2 separate regions of the Mus musculus genome follow, and region 1 is linked to region 2. Evidence: chromatin contacts called from public Hi-C data. All regions are on one chromosome and are shown on one strand. Each heading gives the region's core, a stretch centred on a gene start, on an enhancer-like site or on the middle of the called end of the contact. The rest is flanking DNA. Distances are from core to core; before and after follow the strand shown.

Region 1 (5,191 bases), core at 2,499-4,998, 360 kb after region 2:
TGTACGTTTTGCCTGTACATCTTGCCTGGCAGATCATTTCTGTAACTGGTAGGTTCATATTGCGGTAGGACCACTAAATGTCTTTGTTCCCTAGCATCCTGTGAAACGCCTTCTGGCACCGTAGAAACTCGTAAATGGGGAGGAAACTTTCAACTTTCAACTCAGTTCCAGTTCCAGCTTGGTTTCTCTATATCCTGCAACCAACGTGTGTAATACCTTCAGCAATAGGGTCTTATCACCTAGTTCTATGGACAACCAAGAGGAATGACCAAATCGAACATTGTTTGGGGGACTTCTGATGACTCCGGGGCCAACCGGCAGGAGAAGTATCCCACTCTCGGCACTGGGCTTTTGTTTTACAGACCATGGCTTCTAGATGCAGCACTAGTCGACCTTGTCGGCTCCCTCCTTTCAATCACTTTTTAAAATCCACCCCATCTCTGCTTAAACCTTCTGGCTCCCACCATATCCCCTCTCTACTTTCCTAGCATCCACACTGCAAGCTTCCCCTCCTTTTTTTGGTTTCACTGCTTCAACAAATACTCTGAATTTAACATATAAATGTAAAAATTCAAAACTAGGATCCATGAACGAGAGAGAACGTGCACTGTGTGTCTTTCCAGGCCTGGGTCACCTCAGTGTGTTTTGCAACTCCACTCATTTACCTGGAATTTTCATAATTACATTTTCTTACAACTGAATATAATTTCATTTTCTCAACTGATGAATCAGTTGACTGATATCCAGGCTAATTCAACCTCCCAGCTATTGTGAATATGCAACAATGAACATGGATAAAAAAAAGTGTGTCTGTAGTGGAACAGACTCCTTGGCTATCTGCCCAAGAGTGATGTAGCCGGGTCACATTGTCGCTCTATAGCTTTTTGAGCAATGTCCACACTGATTTCCACAGTGGCTGTAGCAGTTTACAGTCCCCCCAGAAGTGTGTAAGAACTCCCCCCTTTTCCCACATCAATACTAGAATTTATTGGCAGCTATTTTCAAGATGATAGTGATAACCATTCTAATTGGGGTGCTTTCAAAAATAGTTTTAATTTGCATTTGCATGATGAATAATGGTATTTTGAACACTTTTAAAATTACTTCCCAGCCATTTTTGAGAACGTTGTATTTGGTTCCAAAGTTTTTTGTTTTTTGTTTTAATTGGGCATTTATTGCTTGGGTTTAGTTTTCTGGGTTTTTTACATACTCTAAACATCAATCCTCTGTCAGATATATAACTGGCTGGGATTTTCCTCCCCCTTCATAGGTTACCTTTTCATACAACTGTTTCCTTTGCTGTACAGAAGTATTTTTTTAATCTATGAAGCCCAATTGTCAATTGTTGACCTTATGTTCTGGGCAACCAGGTTTCTATTTAGAAAGTCCATACCTATGCCAACCTCTTGTAACATAGTCCTTACCTTTCCCTCTACCGGTATTCAGCGTCTGGGGTTTTACATTAAGGTCTTCAATGCACTTGGAATTGATTTTTGTACAGGGTGAGAGATAAGGATCTAGCTTAATTGTTCTACATGCTACACATACACTTTACCCAGAGTCACTTGCTAAAGAAGCTGTCTTTTCTCCAGTGTGCACTTTTTGTCGTCTTTGTACAAAATCAACTGACTATAACTGTGTAGACTTATATCTGCGCCCTCTGTTCTATTACACTAATTTACATGTCTATTTTTGTGGTAGAACCATGATGTTTTTAATAATTACTATGGACTGGAATGTATCTTAAGATTGGGTAGACCAAGTACCGTGTTATTTTAAGTAGTATAACTTGGTGATATAATTCTAAGTCAGGAAGTGGGATGCATCCAATTTCACTTTTCCTTCTCAGTATTGCTTTGGTTGACTGGAGTGTGTATGTGTGTGTGTGTGTGTGTGTGTGTGTGTGTGTGTGTGTGTGTGTGTGTGTGTGTTCATACACGTGCGCATTTAGCATGTTTATTTCTGGAAGTAGTCCCCTTGGTATTTTGATAAGGATTGCACTCTATCCACCACTCTGGATACTATTTTTAATTTCTCATTGCAAGCTCGATTAGAAGATTCTCTAACATGTTTCAGAAAGCAACAGGAAGTAATGAAAATAAACTTACAGTAGCTGGAATACAGAAAATAAAGAGATAACACCCCTTGATCGTCGGGAAGCACTGATTTCCGAGGAAGGGCTATCGAGTAAAACACAGCTTTGTCCTCATCCAGGAAGGTACTGTGGGTCTTGGCCACACTTTCTATTTATGGCTATGCAGATAGGTTGGCTTTATTTTAAAGATTTTTTTTAAAGGATTCCCTTCATGTTAAAAGAGGTTTGGATGAAATGAATCTGTTAGTCTCCCTAGCTCTAAGATCCTGTGTTTTTATGACAGTAAACTCACTCAAACAGCTGTTGTTTTTTAAATAACTAATTAGCAGTACCATAGTTGGCTACTAAAGTTAATTGAAGGGGGAAAAAAGCCAAGTAATAAATTACTTCGACCCATGTGATTGTTTCCTTGTTATAGAACGACAGTAAGTACTCGGAATGGGGTTGATTTGTTATTAAGATCATGATGATACCTACCACTACTCATTGTTATGCAACAGAAACTTTGCTTGGGTTCCTGCCTTAATCTTCCCTGAGTCCATTAAGTAGATCATATAATTTCCCCCATTTATATGTCAGAAAGGCTCAAGAGGTTAACTGAATTTCCCCGAGATTGTAGATAAGTGACAGAGCCAAGATTTGAATCCAGATTGACTTTATGCCAAAACTTTTGTTCTTCTCCATCATACCATACAGACTCCAGACTTAAGGACAAACTCCGCTCATGGGCACAAGCCAGTTTTAATCTACCCTTTGATGACTGACTGACTGGTTGACTCTTTGACAGATCAAATACCTTCCATGCCAAGCCTCCAATAGGATAAGAGAAACCAATTTTCCCACCATTCTCCACTCTGTACATTTGAATAAGTCTTTGTATTTCCCTGCAGGTATAAGACAATGCTCGTTTAAAAGGGATCAGAGATCCATATTTGTCTTTACCCGGTCTCATCCATGATTCATTTTTAACAGAAGCAAGCCCCTCCTCCCCCTTCCCTCTGCCCGTTCCTCGTACATAGCTATATTGCTTGGCTGACTGCACGGATCCTTTGACAAAGCATGTGTCACTCTCACAGCTAATAGATTGATATGATAGCAAACAAATGTCTTTCCATTTGGAAGAATTTATACTTGAGAAAACACCTTTCCCCCAGGACCCTCTACTTATCCATGAGGATGAATCATGGGGATGGGTACAAGACAATCCCTACAGAGAGGTTTTTCAAAACCAGCTTTGATTGGTTGGCCTTCAGCTAGGTTTTTTTGCTTTTTTTTTTTTTTTAAGCACCTACAAATTAGGCATGCCGATTATCTTTTCAAAGTCTTTCTGGCTTTGTTCATTTTAATGGCAGAATAAGACAGCATTTAGACCCAAACACTTTCCCGGCAGTGTGCAAGCTGGGCCCTAAACATTTACCAAGAAATCGTCCCAGGGTCCAGTCGTCTTTCAAACAGAAACAGTGTTTAGCTACATAGAAATCACTTTAGGACAGAGCTGTTCCAACAGTCGCTGTGCCCACAGAAAAGGATTCTATTTTGGCTAGCAAATACTTGCAAAAAAAAAAAAAAAAAAAAAAAAGCCTTTCTAGCTATCCATGGGAAAGGAGTGAGTGCCCCCTGGTGAAAATGTGGGAAACGCTTCCATATGTTGTTTTTGGCTGGCAAGAAGGTGCAGATGTCTTCACAATAAAAATATACTCGCTGAGAGTGCTCATATCCTTGAGAAGAGCTGGCACCGTTTGCAGGACTGGATCTAAAGGTGACAAAGGCATACAAAGGAAGCAGGACAGAGGGCCTACACCAGAACAGACAAGTTGGAGCCACAGGTGAACCCGAATTTAAGTGTCTCTTTCTGGCTTCACCAAACCTACCCTCCATCTGTCTCCACCCTCTTCCTTGTCCAGGGGAGCCAACCTATAGGACTTTATTATGTATCCCTTGGCCTTCTGCCCTCTAGTCAGGTTTACCCAAGGGGAGGCACTGGCTGGTGATGGAGGAGGAGGTATAGGAAAATGTTTATTCCCAGGCTCCATCCTTCCAGTACATTTGGAAGGTACTGTCTCCCCTTTCCCCTGCCACCACCACTGCCCATAATCTCAGCAACTCCAGACAGCTGTTCTATATAACTTTCTCTTGAAGGTCTGGTGCCCTTTAAGCATATGGTGGTTAGAGCTCCTCACTGTTGCTGGCTTGAAGTACTTCACCATTCTCCCAGAGTTCCCTTCCTGCTACACCCACCTTGGTTAAAACAAAACAAGTTCAGACAGCAAAAATGCACACTGACAACCTTTATCAAGGTACCATCTCCTTTCCAAGTTTATCCTGACTGGTGCACATGCCACGATTTCTATAATATGCCTTTAAAATGCAGGTAGAGTGCTACACGCATAGAAGCTCAGAAGGAAGCTGGAAAGGATGCTGAGGCAGGAGGATTGTGAGTCTGGGGCCCAACTTGGACTGCGTAGCAGGACTCTTATCTCAGACAAATAAACAGTAACAACATACAATATACACAAAACATAAATGCAATAGACATCTAGATTTGTGTAGCACCAGGGACCCCTAAATCTCCCAGTCATTGTAGGCTCCAAATCACCTGGACAGAAGTGAAGTTAAAAAAAAAAAGAAAAAAGTATGGCCAGCTGTACAAAGGTAAGGCAGAAATCTCAGTGGTTTTCAGAGTCTTACTTCCTTCCGTGGCCTGTGACATCTTTAGCTCAAAGTCAAAGCTCTGACTTTGTTTTGAGTAGGACGAAGATTCTGTTTACATTTAGCCTTCACCCATCTCTCCAGGGTGAAGAGAGAACAAATTGTCCTGTCAGGAGAGATCCGTGAGATTAAACAATAGTGTGTTGGCTCTATGGTGCTAAACTGTTGAGAGTAGAGGCTCTGCAGACCCAAGAACAAAAGGACAGCCCCCTGGTCTGTAACCAGGGCACCAGCCCAAGGGTCTGTTCACTGGCAGGAACACACAGATGTAGCTGGACCCTGCCAGTCCTCCACACATCCGGACTTTCTGCATGATTCCATTGTGAGGCTGTCATTCCGGATTGTGCCTGTGAACTCTCTGCTGCTGGGGGTGGAGAGGAGGAGGGA
Region 2 (5,341 bases), core at 2,527-5,026:
GTGGAAGACAGTCTCCTTCTGGCTGCCTTCAGTTCAAGATGTAGAACTCTCAGCTCCTCCAGCACCATGTCTGCCTTCATGATGCCATACTTCCTGCCATGATGATAAAGGACTAGACCTCTGAAACTGTAAGCCAGCCTCAATGAAATGTTTTCTTTTATAAGAGTTGCCTTGGTCATGGTGTATCTTCACAGCAATGGAAATCTAAGACAGGACCCAAGAAGCTGAGAAGCAGGTGTGATCTCTCTGACTTCCATTTCACCTTCCTCTCAAGCTGGGTATAGACACCTAACAAATGATTACAGATTTAAGGCCACCACTCAGGAGGCAGGAGGCAAGGATAGGCAGATTCCTATAAGTTTGAGGCTAGCCGGATCCACATAGTGAGATCTAGAGCCATATAGTTCAAACCTGTCTCCAAGTGTAATGCTTCATTGAGGAAATCTCTTTGCAACAGATGAGGGCCAGTAAAGAAAATTAGGAGCCATCAAGATGCAGAACCCAACTGTAGAGCCCAACCCAACTGATACATCTACAGTAGAGCTCCTGCACATAAGACTTGGGGATCATTGTGGAAGAGAGGTTGGGAAATTCGAAGAGCCAGAAGAACAGGGAGTTTACCATGAGATACTGTCTCCTAGAAATATCAGAAGCAATACCTTGAAGTCTCACTGATATGACTACTTAACTGATAAGACTTTAACATGGGTGATGTAATAGACAAGCTAGCATGGGGTGGGGATATCAGAAAAAGTCTTCCCTAGGAAAGAGGGTAGCAATTGGTTAACCAATATGCAATGGCCAACCATGAAAACATTTACATATAAATGACATTAGATAAACTGAGCAGGCTATATACAAACACACACACACACACAGAAAGAGAGAGAGAGAGAGAGAGAGAGAGAGAGAGAGAGAGAGAGCAATAAAAGAAAAAAGAGGAAATGAATTTGAAAGAAAGCACAAGTTGGGGGACAAGTGAGGGGTTGGAGGGAGGAATGGGAAGAAGAAACATAATTATAATGTGATTGTATTGTAATCTAAAAAAATTTAAATTAAGAATGTAGAGTAACTATTAGTCTGTGTGCCCACTGACAGATAGCCAGAGCAACATCCATGTCTCTAAGCAGACAAAGACTACACTTGTATTACATTTCATTGCTTACACACTGCAGGTCCTTACCAGTGGCTAATCTGAACCATCACAATGTGCTCCTCTCAGCCCTTGCATAGAGTCCACAACAGGCTGTGCTCACTTGCATCTGGTGACATCACTTGCGCTATCTCCACCAATCAATGTTTACTCAGGGCAGTTACTTCACCAGCCTCAACAGGAGATTGTGGAGGGCAGGGGTTTTCAGTTGGCATCTTACTCGCGGCAAGCCATCCGCCTCAGATCTGTGCTAGTGGGGAGAGGTAAACTAGCTTCGTAGATTCAGTCCCTCATCTCTTACCCTGTCCTCAGCACTCTCCTGGGAGGGGAACTAACAGGTCTTCTGGGAAGAAGTTATTCTCATAAGTGAACAAGAGATAGACCTCTATTACATTTCTACTGCCCCCTGCATTCAAATCAAGGGTAAGGGTTCAAATCCCACCTAGCAGCTTCTTTTTCCCTCAAGGCCCAATTCCTTTTTTTTTTTTTTCCTTCTCCAAATTCCTTTCCTTCAAGGGTTAAGAACAGCAATGTGATTTCCCGACAACGACCACCTAGCAGTTTGGCAGTGAAAAAAAAAAAGAAAAAAGAAAAAGGCAGTAAAGAAATGTCTCTAGACCCCTGTTCCAGGTCTCCATGGCCCTAGAGCTGGAAAGGCACACACCACAGCAACTGCAGCACATGCTGACCATGCAGTTCATCTCACCTTAATGGGGACACTGGAGGGAAAGCATTGCCTTCCCCGCCGTGTACCGGTGCAGATTTTAAGAGAGGCTGGGTTCCATCTTGTTCAAAACTCACCTAGTACATGACCCTGTGGTAGGTCGTGGATTTGAAGCCAGTGTGCCTGGTACCAGATGGTGAGCTCATAACGTCCCACAGCATGATGTGCACCCACGCCCTTCCAGAGGACAGCTAACACACAGACACTCTCCAAAGTCTTGCAGCAGGGTACTTGATCCTAAACCAAAACTCATCTAGACATTATCCAATTTAAGTCATGGGGGAGCAGGCAGAAGACTGCCTTCAACCTCCATCCAGCGCACTGAAACTAGGATACTATGTTTTCTTTCATTTATTCATTAACGTTTTAGTAGAAGCGATTCTGAGCATGCTGCCACCCCTCATCAATGTTCACACAACAGCACCCCGGAGAAGAGCCCCTATCCAGTTCCACTGAATGATGCTCAGGTGGATCAGATTCTACCTATCGATTTCGCTCATTCCTTTTCAGACTAAAGACTTCTTTAAAAGCCTACATAAAATTGTAACTGGGAGCTTTAAAAACATGTAAAATACCATATAATCAAGATTGTTTAAATGTATAAAACTGTCAAGCAGATTATCCTTCATGCAATTCAAATGAGCCTTTGGGAGACAGAATTAACTGAGGGCAAACAAGAGCTTAACTCTAAAAGACAAAGAGTTGGCTTCTATCAAGTTGACACTTCCAGATAAGACACAGCATTACAGCAGGTTACACTCGTAATAATAATTTTTGATTGGCATATCATTTGCCACTAACTACTGCCTGGCTCCCACCGAGCACAGGCAGCATACTATAAACTGTTATGAAAGATGTCTTTGTATTGTTCAATATTTACAGAATATGTTATTTTATAAATGCTCCAGTTGGCAGAGGTAAAAAAAAAAAAAAAAAAAAGAAATCCCCCCCAAAAGCCAAAACAACAACGACAACAAAAGCATTAAAATATTTCAGATTATAATGATCCTTTGCCTTAAAAAAGAAGTGCTTTCATAAGACAGGTGACAATTCTGTTCAGAACATTTCACACCCAGACTCAGCAAATGCTCAGTGGTAAAAACAGAATTGCTTTGTTCAGCTGCACACAGAGATTTCTACATCGCCTCTGTTTGTGTATCCCTGAATATACTCTTTCAGACCCCACTCTCACGGAACGCAAAATCAATTTTCTTTTGGACCCCAAAGAAGGCAAAAAAAAAAAAGAGTGAGATCTGGTCTAATGATTTTAATCTTTTAAATAAACATGAACTGAACTTGGAACACAAGCTCTTCTCTAAAGAAAAGATCTTTGTTCAGAAAGGTCTCTTTCAGCATGTGAACAGCTAAGGCCAGGGACACGGCCCAACCTGGAAAACATGGTTAAATACACATCTACACGGATATTCCTTTAAAAGAAACAGCTAATGTTTAAACACTCACAGGCACACATGCAAAACCACAACCAAATGGTCTTGCCCCAAAAGCAGGCTGATGTTTAGTTTAATTTTTGAAGCAAATTAGGTTCTCCCAATTCAATTTTCAACAAATAGAAAATGAGAAACAGAAAACTATAACATAAAACTTTTATGGCTGCTTTGCTTTTTAAAAAAATAAATAAATAAAAGCAGCACACTCGTGTTTATGAAGTAGAAGTCTCTTAGCCTCAAAAGGAGAATCATTCTAAAAATCACAGCCCTTCAGGATCCTCCCAAACACCTCCCCAGCATGGCCCTTGCAGAGGCAGTTTCAGTTCTCCTAATAGTTATTGTTTGTAGCACTGTAACTAAGTACATTACCAACCAGTTGTTCAATCTATATAAATTTAAGCAACACACATTGCCAAGGAGTGACTCATACATCAGTCTATTATATGGTACAGGGCTGACTGTATTAAACAAATCACTCTGCCTACAGCTGAAGAATGGGAGCTATATACAGAGCAGAGGTTATTGTCTAATTTAAATCTTGGCTCGCTTCCCAGTGCTGTACAAGATTCCAATTTGTGGAAATGTTGCTCCTTGCTACTGCCAGAAAGGCTGCAGAAAAACGGCACTGGGAGCCTTCCAGAAATATGTCTGCAAAATGCCAATCAACAAGTCGCTGAAGATTAACAGTATGACTGTACCAAATTAATTTAAATTATAGAAACATATGGCTAAGATGTTTGCGTTGCGCTTAAGACAACACCTACCTCACAAAGAGCTAGGTTTGTTCCAGGGTAGAAAATAATACTCCAACATTCAGATTACTGCAAAATGTGAACATCGGCTGATAAATGGGGAGCTAGCTGCTCTCACAGAGGCCACCGTTTTCAATACTTAGGGTCTTACCTTTCATATATTCTAAACATATGGGTTTTGGTAACAAGATATTCCTTCCCACAAATATACAAAGAAAATAATCAACATGATTCCACTACTGAAAACAAATTGTTCTCTCTCTAGAAAATTTTAGCTTTCTTGAGATTCACCATAGAGCCCAGAGGATGAAGCAATCCACTACGCATTACTCCCATTCTAAAATACGATATTAGACCAAGAATTGAATATACAGCCAAGAAAAACTCGCCAATTACATGACCAAATCGTGAAATTCAAAAGACAACACAATTTATACGCCGCCAGCTGCTCTCAATGGGTATTATATTCATGCTGCTCCCTTTATTTCCATGGGACTCTTTAATATATACAATCACGTCATCAGCCGAAGGGGGGCGGGAATCCAGGGCACTTCGGGCCGTAGTTACACACTAGCGTGTGCTGTATTTCAACTAAATAGGAAGGGAACTGTTTCCTGTCTCTCTCCACTGCTTTTCTATTATTGCCTAGCTAATGGAAATACATCAAACAAATGTTCTACATGAGCAATAAATATTAAAGTTGACCTATCCATCTGGGAGAGATGAGAACAATACCGCTCACTTTTAGCCCAAATATGACACTGATAAATGAAGCGATGAGATTCCATCACACTTCCAACAACCTGAGCTGGGAGCCCCAGCATGATCCTGGTCCCCGCAATTTTCTTCATTCATCTTCATTAGGCAGTCACTTGACCTGCCTCCCAACATCCCTGTCAACTCAGACCTGCAGGGATGGAGGAAGTCTCTAATGATGTAGCCTAAATATGTTCTTCATGATTTTAAAAAGAGAGAAGGGGGGGGGGAACCCACCAACAACAAAACAAAGTAGATGAAGGCCTTGATGAGCAAGGTAGAGGGCATAATTCCTCCGCAAGCAAAGAGACATCAAATGTTCCTCATGATTAAAAGAGAAACCACAGCACAAAAACCGGTCCACACAGCAACCCTGTTGCCAGCTCATTGGCCACCATGGCAGGGAATGTCCTCCAGGTGTGCCTATGAGTACCCAGAGCCATCAAAAGACAATTACGTATTCAAACGAAGGATGTTCGCAGGGCCTTATCACAGATGTAGAAATGCC

The links. Hi-C and Micro-C count contacts between places; a contact is called where the count stands out from the background.
Region 1: a Hi-C map of forebrain shows a contact between it and region 2, with 3 times the contacts expected there. The contact joins two enhancer-like sites. A contact is called at or near these places in 1 of 484 Hi-C or Micro-C datasets (forebrain) and 4 of 115 datasets of contacts at active chromatin or transcription factors (astrocytes, embryonic basal ganglia, embryonic forebrain and 1 more).

Annotation. Positions count from the first base shown.
Region 1 is chr8:90,654,178-90,659,368 of GRCm38.p6, forward strand. No RefSeq gene overlaps it. Among named protein-coding and RNA genes, the nearest start is that of Gm35850, 84 kb to the right of the region's middle. Within about 2 kb of position 3,749, at least 20 of the 459 cell types and tissues checked have an H3K27ac peak or open chromatin away from gene starts, as enhancers often do. A contact at or near this core is called in forebrain, where this site is marked.
Region 2 is chr8:90,298,570-90,303,910 of GRCm38.p6, forward strand. The region is part of intron 1 of Tox3 (TOX high mobility group box family member 3); the gene reads right to left. Among named protein-coding and RNA genes, the nearest start is that of Tox3, 47 kb to the right of the region's middle. Within about 2 kb of position 3,777, at least 67 of the 459 cell types and tissues checked have an H3K27ac peak or open chromatin away from gene starts, as enhancers often do. A contact at or near this core is called in forebrain, where this site is marked.